Linked DNA regions of Zea mays: region 2 is linked to region 1. A link is a contact called in public Hi-C data. All regions are on one chromosome and are shown on one strand. Each heading gives the region's core, a stretch centred on a gene start, on an enhancer-like site or on the middle of the called end of the contact. The rest is flanking DNA. Distances are from core to core; before and after follow the strand shown. Region 1 holds the start of LOC100282330 (60S ribosomal protein L7-like). Region 2 holds the start of LOC103653383 (endo-1,3(4)-beta-D-glucanase).

What was found. Hi-C and Micro-C count contacts between places; a contact is called where the count stands out from the background.
Region 2: a contact with region 1 is called in a Hi-C map of tassel, with 5 times the contacts expected there. The contact joins the promoter of LOC103653383 here to the promoter of LOC100282330 in region 1. A contact is called at or near these places in 3 of 25 Hi-C or Micro-C datasets (ear, leaf and tassel).

What each region holds. Positions count from the first base shown.
Region 1 is chr4:72,775,801-72,779,575 of Zm-B73-REFERENCE-NAM-5.0, reverse strand. LOC100282330 (60S ribosomal protein L7-like) reads right to left here and starts at 1,250. Exons shown (of 6, transcript NM_001374450.1): 1 at 1,081-1,250; 2 at 825-1,007; 3 at 387-484; 4 at 174-311. The coding sequence starts at 1,007.
Region 2 is chr4:73,011,482-73,015,048 of Zm-B73-REFERENCE-NAM-5.0, reverse strand. LOC103653383 (endo-1,3(4)-beta-D-glucanase) reads left to right here and starts at 2,232. Exons shown (of 7, transcript NM_001316316.1): 1 at 2,232-2,535; 2 at 2,664-2,685; 3 at 2,829-2,946; 4 at 3,109-3,196; 5 at 3,328-3,417; 6 at 3,502-3,567. The coding sequence starts at 2,301.

The sequences.
Region 1 (3,775 bases), core at 1-2,500:
CTCTAGTAAGAATAAGAATTCACGACATACATTATATAATACGTAACAATTCTAGCAGAAAACTAGCCAAAACAATTAAGGGAGCGATAGGAACATCTGTTGGGAAACATCACATTCGTAAGTGGGGATTGATACAAAATGGACTCATTGCTGCTAAATTTATACAGACTTACCCGTACGCAACATATGGCTCCACCCTGCGCAGCATGTTAATGGTTGCCTTGTTAACCTTGAGGAAGACACCGTTGAAGATCTGCCTCAATCGCAGGAGCTGCAAGATCTTGCGGGTCTTGGGGTGCATGGCATTGATACTACATGACACATTTGACAACAATCAACAGTTGAGCGTAGCAATAGAATCAGCAACCAATGTGAGAGAACCATACCCACGGATGCGAACCACAAACAGAAGCTTGGCCTCTGGGCTCACATAGAACCCACCCTTCAACCGGGCCTCACGCTTGAGCTGCACAAGCTCCTTCTCCTGCACAAAATGCAAATATTATCGCAACATAATCTCTAAGATCCTGCCTTAATACACAAGGCAGAATTTTCAAACAATATACACATGGACAGTGTCCTCGAGTCACGAGAAACTATATTTTTTTCTCTTCCACGTATGATATCGCTAATTAACTGTTTAAAACAGTGCAGTAATCCCATTTTGAATGGGACTGCTATGCGCAGTGTAATTTCAAACAGCCGCAATCCTATATGAAACAAATAAATTTACCAGATCGGACATCATCCTACAAAACCAGTCGAAGCTAAGCAGAGCAGCAAGGAACTGCGAGATGAAGACGGGGCGCACAAATCGTGCTCACCTGGGCGTGGTACTCCTCGGCGTACTGCTTGGCGCGGGCGAAGATGATCTTGCGGCTCTCGAGCGCCTTCTTCCTGTCCGCGAGCGCCTTCTCCTTCTTGTCCGCTGCCCATTGCTCCTCCCGCTTGCGCTTCCGCAGCACAGACTCCGGGACCGCCGCCGCCTTCGCCTCTGCAGCCGACATCTGCGCAGAGAGCCAGACAGCACAAACTCAGATCCGCGCGGATGGAGGCGGAGCTTGGCGCGGCAGAGCGTACCTCTATGACCAGCGTGTGGGTGAAGAGAAGAGGAGGCCGGCCGCCGAGGTGGGAGGAGGAAGGAAATGGCGGCGGCGTGGTCAGAGGAGAGTACTTATGGGAAGGGCGAGCATTAGGGCTTCGGAACGCTCCTGTGGGAGTATCCGACGGCTGCAGTTGGCGGGCTGTCGTATCCGACGGGAGAATGAAATGAACGAAAAGAATGAAGTTTCAGTGACGAGTTGGGCCCCGTCCAGATCGTAGTTTTGGGCCCAATCTGGTCCACTGCGGGCAGGCGGGCAGCAAATTGGGCTTTCGCCTAAAACGTCAAAGAATAGGGAGAAGCCTCGTTTTATGAGGTAGCCCGATAGGGCTTTATCTAAGAAACCATAAAAAACAAAAAGGAAGCGAGGGTCTTGTGACACCCAAAAATCTTATCTCGAAAGTTTATTAAAGTTGTCTAAAGATTTTTAAAAAAAATATATTACTTTTTCTAAACAAAAATGTTTTCGAATAAAAGGTTGAATAAAAAGATCCTCATATGAAATTAGTTATCCTATTTGTTGAATTATATGTTTAAACCCTCTCTAAAAAAGAGTTAAGCAAAATATCTCCTAATAGGGGTTCTATACTAGAAGTTATGTTTCTTTATAGCAGTCAAGCGATGAATATCAAAATCTTGGATGTACTCTTAATGTTACCACACATTTATAATAATAACATTTTCCTAAAGAGAAAGGGTTGTGTGTACTTCACATTTGAAATATGTTTGTAAATAGATGAATAAAATAATTCTTATAACTATAACTTGCATATCATGTTGGAGTTTGTTTGTACATTTACTATGGTGTTTTAAATTCAAAGCCGAATTTTAAATTGAAAATAGAATTAAAAGAAAACAAAATAGGAAAAAAGGACCCAACTAGCCCTAATCCTAAGCGTCGGCCTAGTTCCTCACCTCAACTCGGCCCAAGTGAACCCCCACACCGAGTCACTGACACCCGGGCCCACCCCGCAGCCGCACCATGCATCTCGTGTGCGTCGTATGTTTCTCTGTCGCGTGGGGCCAGGTTGCCATTTGTTTCTTCAACGAATCACATCGAGCCTCACCAGGAAAATAGGGATCCTATTAGGAATCTTAACTGACCCCATCCTCATTGGTTTTATGTGTCGCGATGTTGGGGTATAAAGTACAGTGTGGTGCACGCCCCTTGATCCTCATATGGTGGGCGAACGGGGGGTGAGCTGTGCGGTGGCGTTGAGAGAAGGGCGGAGGGCCGCCGCGGAGACAACTCCGGTGCACCGGTACTGGGGCTTCGGATGGTGGTTAGGGAGGTCCTCCGGGACGTGCTGTCGCTAGGTGGGAAGGAGGTCGCGAGGATCTAAGACTACTTGTCGTGGTCTCTCCTCCGCCGCTGATGGTCGTGCGACGTGGGCAACGCCGCTGCCACCACCGACCCAAGTGAGGAAAACCTTATTTGGTTAGCAATTGTTCTATCCGCATTTCGTTCCGATCAAATTGAGTAGGAGCAACCGAAGGGTTGGGAATCGCTCGCCGGAGTTGGTAAATTGCGGTGGGTCCGCCATGCATCGTGGTAAGGGGACCGAGCCTGTTAATGGGTGTTGTAAGGGTGGTTTCTGGGTTTAGAGTGTTGTGGGTTTCGTTTAGAATAGTTCGGATCAAGGAATTAGGGCCCTGGTGCTCGGTGTATGTGGAATTTGGCCATGGCGTCGGCGAGGGCATGAGGGTGCCGCCGCGGTCTACCGTCGGGTGGAGAAGATGGCGCTCAGCCGTTGGATCCTAATCGATGGATGAGATTAAATCAGAGCACAAGCCTTTGTGGGATTAAGACTGTCCGGTGCACCAGGAACAGTATCCCAACGGCTAGTTCCAGGTGGCACTATGGAGAGAAGACCACCAGACTGTCCGGTGTGAAGTTCGGAGTGTCCGGTGTAAAAAGCATGCGCGCCAACGGTCGCCTGCGGTGTCAGACCAATGACTAGGCGCATCAGACAGTGAACAGTGCACTGTCCGGTGCACCACCGGACTGTCCGGTGTGCCGCAGAGAGCACAACTTTTCTCCAACAACTAGTTTTGTGTTGGGGCTATAAATACACCCCAACCGGCCATTACAAGGTGTGAGAGCCCAAGCAACATACCAAGGCATATAGTAGACATTCCCAAGAGCTCATACACCCAAGTGCTTAATAAAATCACTCGGTGATTAGCATAGGTGCTTTGCGAAGTGCTTAGGTTAGTTAGACCGCTTTAGCGCTTGCTCTAGGTGAACCCTAGTTAGTTGAGTGAGTTTTGTAAAACCACACAATCCCTCGGCTCTTGCACGAGTCGTTGTAATTGTACCAAGTGGGGCGAGAGTCTTGCGGGACCGTGACAACCACATTTGTGTCACGACCGCCACCGTGTACCGGAGGGAACGAGACCCGCGGCGTTTCGGCTGGAAGCTCGATAGTGGAGACGACAGGGAGCGTCCGAGAGGAGCTGGAAATGGAGCACCACTTGCGTGTGGAGAAGGCATGCGGCTCTCTACGGAGTTACTCGACCGAGGTGCTTGGCCCTCGCGTGGGCTTCCCTTTGCGTAGGGGCACCAACGAGGATTAGTCGGGACCTTGCGTGGTTTCGGATACCTCGGTAAAAATACCGGCATCATCCACGAGAGTTTGCATCTCTACCTTGATCTTTACCTTCCGCATTTAC
Region 2 (3,567 bases), core at 983-3,482, 230 kb before region 1:
GGTTTACTGCTTAGGTTGTTGGGATTTAATGTCTCAGGCTGGAAATGTCACAAAGTAGAGATTGGAACAGAACTTGTCTCTCTCCCCTCTATCTCTCTTTTTGAAACACGGTGTGTATGACGACCACCAAAAAACACAGAGCATTTGCTGTTCATGTGTTCCATCAAACTCGTTTCTTTATTGAATATGTGTTTGCGGTTGTTGTTTGTTGTTCATGGGGGGTGCACCAGTCGCCGCGTTATAAACAAAAGGACAGCTGACACGAGATATTAGCGGTCGTGGTGTTTCTTTGGACTTGGCATATGATCCATCCGGGCGGCCATGCATGAGACGATTAGCGCAAGGCACCGCATAAAGGCTTCTTCTTTTGGGCTCCGGGAGAATAATAATTATTAAGGAACTTGCACCACCGACACACCAGAACAACCAGCTCCCTTTTGCTTCACTGCTGTGCTACCTCTAGAGCTCTAGCTATGCATGACGAGGACGCTCCCTTTTGAATTTAGGACACTTCCTATATTAAACATTTCCGTTACAATGTGTCGGTCTAATAGCTTTTGTAAATAAATAAAAATACTAGCGAATGGTTCGGTTGAGAAAAGCAGACATATAACTAATTAAAGTATTGCTGTGAGTCTGTGACTTAGTCTGTAAGCGAAGTCACGTCCCAGGTTTTACATAGCCATCTTGACCGTTGTTTATGATGTCGTCGTTGCCCATACTGTCGATTATAATTGATACCTATTTTGTTTTAAATTATAATTTGTTTAATTTTTTTTTGGATCATATTTGACCAGCTCGTCATATTCAGTTTTTTTTCAAAAAATAAAAAATCCAAAGCTATTTTTATAAAGTACACTATATGCTAAACAATATCACATTAAAAATTAACAGTAACTATAATTTTTTTGAATAAGATGAGTCGGTCTAGCTAGTAAAAAAAGTTACGTCCCGTTTGAATCATTAGAATTGAATTCCATTCTAATAATAGTAAATTAGGCATATATCAATTAAGTTAATTCGGTTTTATGCAAAATATATTTGTATACTATTATTAGCAAGATGTCGGAGATATTTATGTGCTATATTTTTACTATAAAGGAGTGAGACGAAAAGTGTCATATAAGATACAGAGTAGAAACAAATTCTACTAATGCATAAAATCATTTCCCATCCTCTACCACATGAATTTGAGATAGGCTTATATCTGAAATTTGGAAAGTGGTGGAATATCGAATTCCAACTAAATAAGTTACTTTATTGAGTGAATTCCAATTCCTATAAAATGAAGGGATCTAAACGCCCCATTAGATAAATTATAGATTGAAACGGAGAGAGTAGTATATAAGTGTTTTACGATGTTTCTTGTTTTAATCTCTAAGAGCATCTCCAACAATGTCTCAAACTAGTGCCTCAAATTGAAATATAGGGCTCTACACAGGAAAAACTACTCCAACAGTGCCCCATTTCATAAAATTTTGTCAAAAAACTATAGGGCACTCTATCAAGTGACTCAAATATACTACACCGTAGTGGCCTGCCCTATAATCTAGATTTAGGGGTTTACTGTTGGAGCGGGGTGTTTTATTGGTGCCCTAAATTCTATAAAATATACTCATTTTCAAATTATAGGGCATTTTTATAAGTCACGTTGTTGGAGATGCTCTAATGAATTGTGTAGTACTCCGTACTTCCTCGGCAGGTAGGGGGAGTAGGACACGTGTCTTGTAGTATGTGAAAGGTCGTTGAACGTGTGTGTTTTTGTGTGCTGCCACCGTGTTAGTAGCTTGGATCAATGTCTCGAAGGTAGCTGCGCTGCACACGTGCCCCTCGTGGGTCAAACAGTAATGACGTCCCGCATGATTGGCATTATTTCCTCTCCTCGATCTGCTGTCTCTCTCCTATTGTCGTAGACGATCTGCTCCAGTCCGCCATCCGCATTCCGCAAGCACATCAAGCTAACTAATCGGGTGCGTTTCTTAATCAATTTTCAATTTTTTTTCCCAACAAAACAAAGTGGTGGGGCTCTAAAGTGTGCGCGCACCGGTTGGCTGTTGCTCCTGCAATGTGCTGATTGCTGTGCGCGCGCACATGGCTATAGGAGGGCATTCGTCGGAAACGAAATTTAAACCGCGTGATGCGTGATGCGCCATGTCCTCCCCACCAAACCTACCCCTCCCCCCGTGTTATTTATATATCACACACACGCAACGCCAGGATGCGGCAGCCACAACACATCCCACAACCATTATTCTTGTTCAACTGCATCAGGTCGTCCAACTCACCAAGCGGCAAGCGCCATGCCTTCTTCCGCGCAGGTTCTGCTCTGCCTCGCCGCCGTGCTCGCGGCGGCGGCGGCCACCACCGCCGAGGCGCACTCGCAGTGCCTGGACAACCCGCCAGACCGGTCCATCCACGGCCGCCAGCTGGCCGAGGCCGGCGAGGTCGTCCACGACCTCCCTGGTGGCCTCAGGGCCTACGTCAGCGGCGCCGCGAGCTCGAGCCGCGCCGTCGTCCTCGCCTCCGACGTCTTCGGTCCGTACCACACGCTCTCGCAGTTCTCTCTAGTCGTTTGGGAATACTTTTTTTTTAAAAAAAAAATAAAATTTGGACAGCAAGCTCTCCTTTCTTTCTCCCTCTAATCGATTATTCCTGGCATGCAGGGTACGAGGCGCCATTGCTCAGGTACGTAGCTGCCTCCGTTCGATTCCTGCTCCTCCTCCTTCTCCGGCGTACCCCAGTTTTAGGAGACTTGTAAAAGACAGGGCATATATATTCCATCCTTGATTTAGCTGAAATCTATGTGGTTGGCGTGTTCAATAACGCAGACAGATAGCAGACAAGGTTGCAAAGGCAGGGTACTTCGTCGTCGTGCCCGATTTCTTGAAGGGAGACTACTTAGACGACAAGAAAAACTTCACGGAATGGCTCGAGGCTCACTCTCCGGTCTGTTCTATGCACTTTTCGTTACTCTGTCCCTATCAATATATATATATATCACCATCATCTTTTTTTTTTCTTCTTCTTCGCGTCGCGTCGCATCGCATCGCAAGAAACTACTGCAAGCAAAATTGATTGGTTGGTTGGGGATCCTATCGATCTTTACAGGTGAAAGCTGCGGAAGACGCTAAGCCACTGTTCGCCGCTTTGAAGAAGGAAGGGAAGTCCGTCGCGGTGGGAGGCTACTGCTGGGGAGGTATGTGACATCCACGCCAACTGAAACGAACACTCCATTCAGTTCAGGCAACCCGCATAGAGCGTTCTGTTTCTCACATCCGGCCGACCTTGTTGCTGCTGCTTCCTCTTCGCTGGCATGGCACTTGGCAGGGAAGCTGAGCGTGGAGGTGGGGAAGACCAGCGACGTCAAAGCTGTGTGCCTTTCGCACCCGTACAGCGTCACTGCCGACGACATGAAAGGTGCAGTGCAGTGCAGTGTGCTCCTCCTCTTCTTCATGCTGCTTCACTAGCCTCACCGCATGTGTTCATTCGAAATCGAAACAGAGGTGAAATGGCCGATCGAGATCCTGGGGGCCCAGAACGACACGACCACGCCGCCGAAAGAAGTGT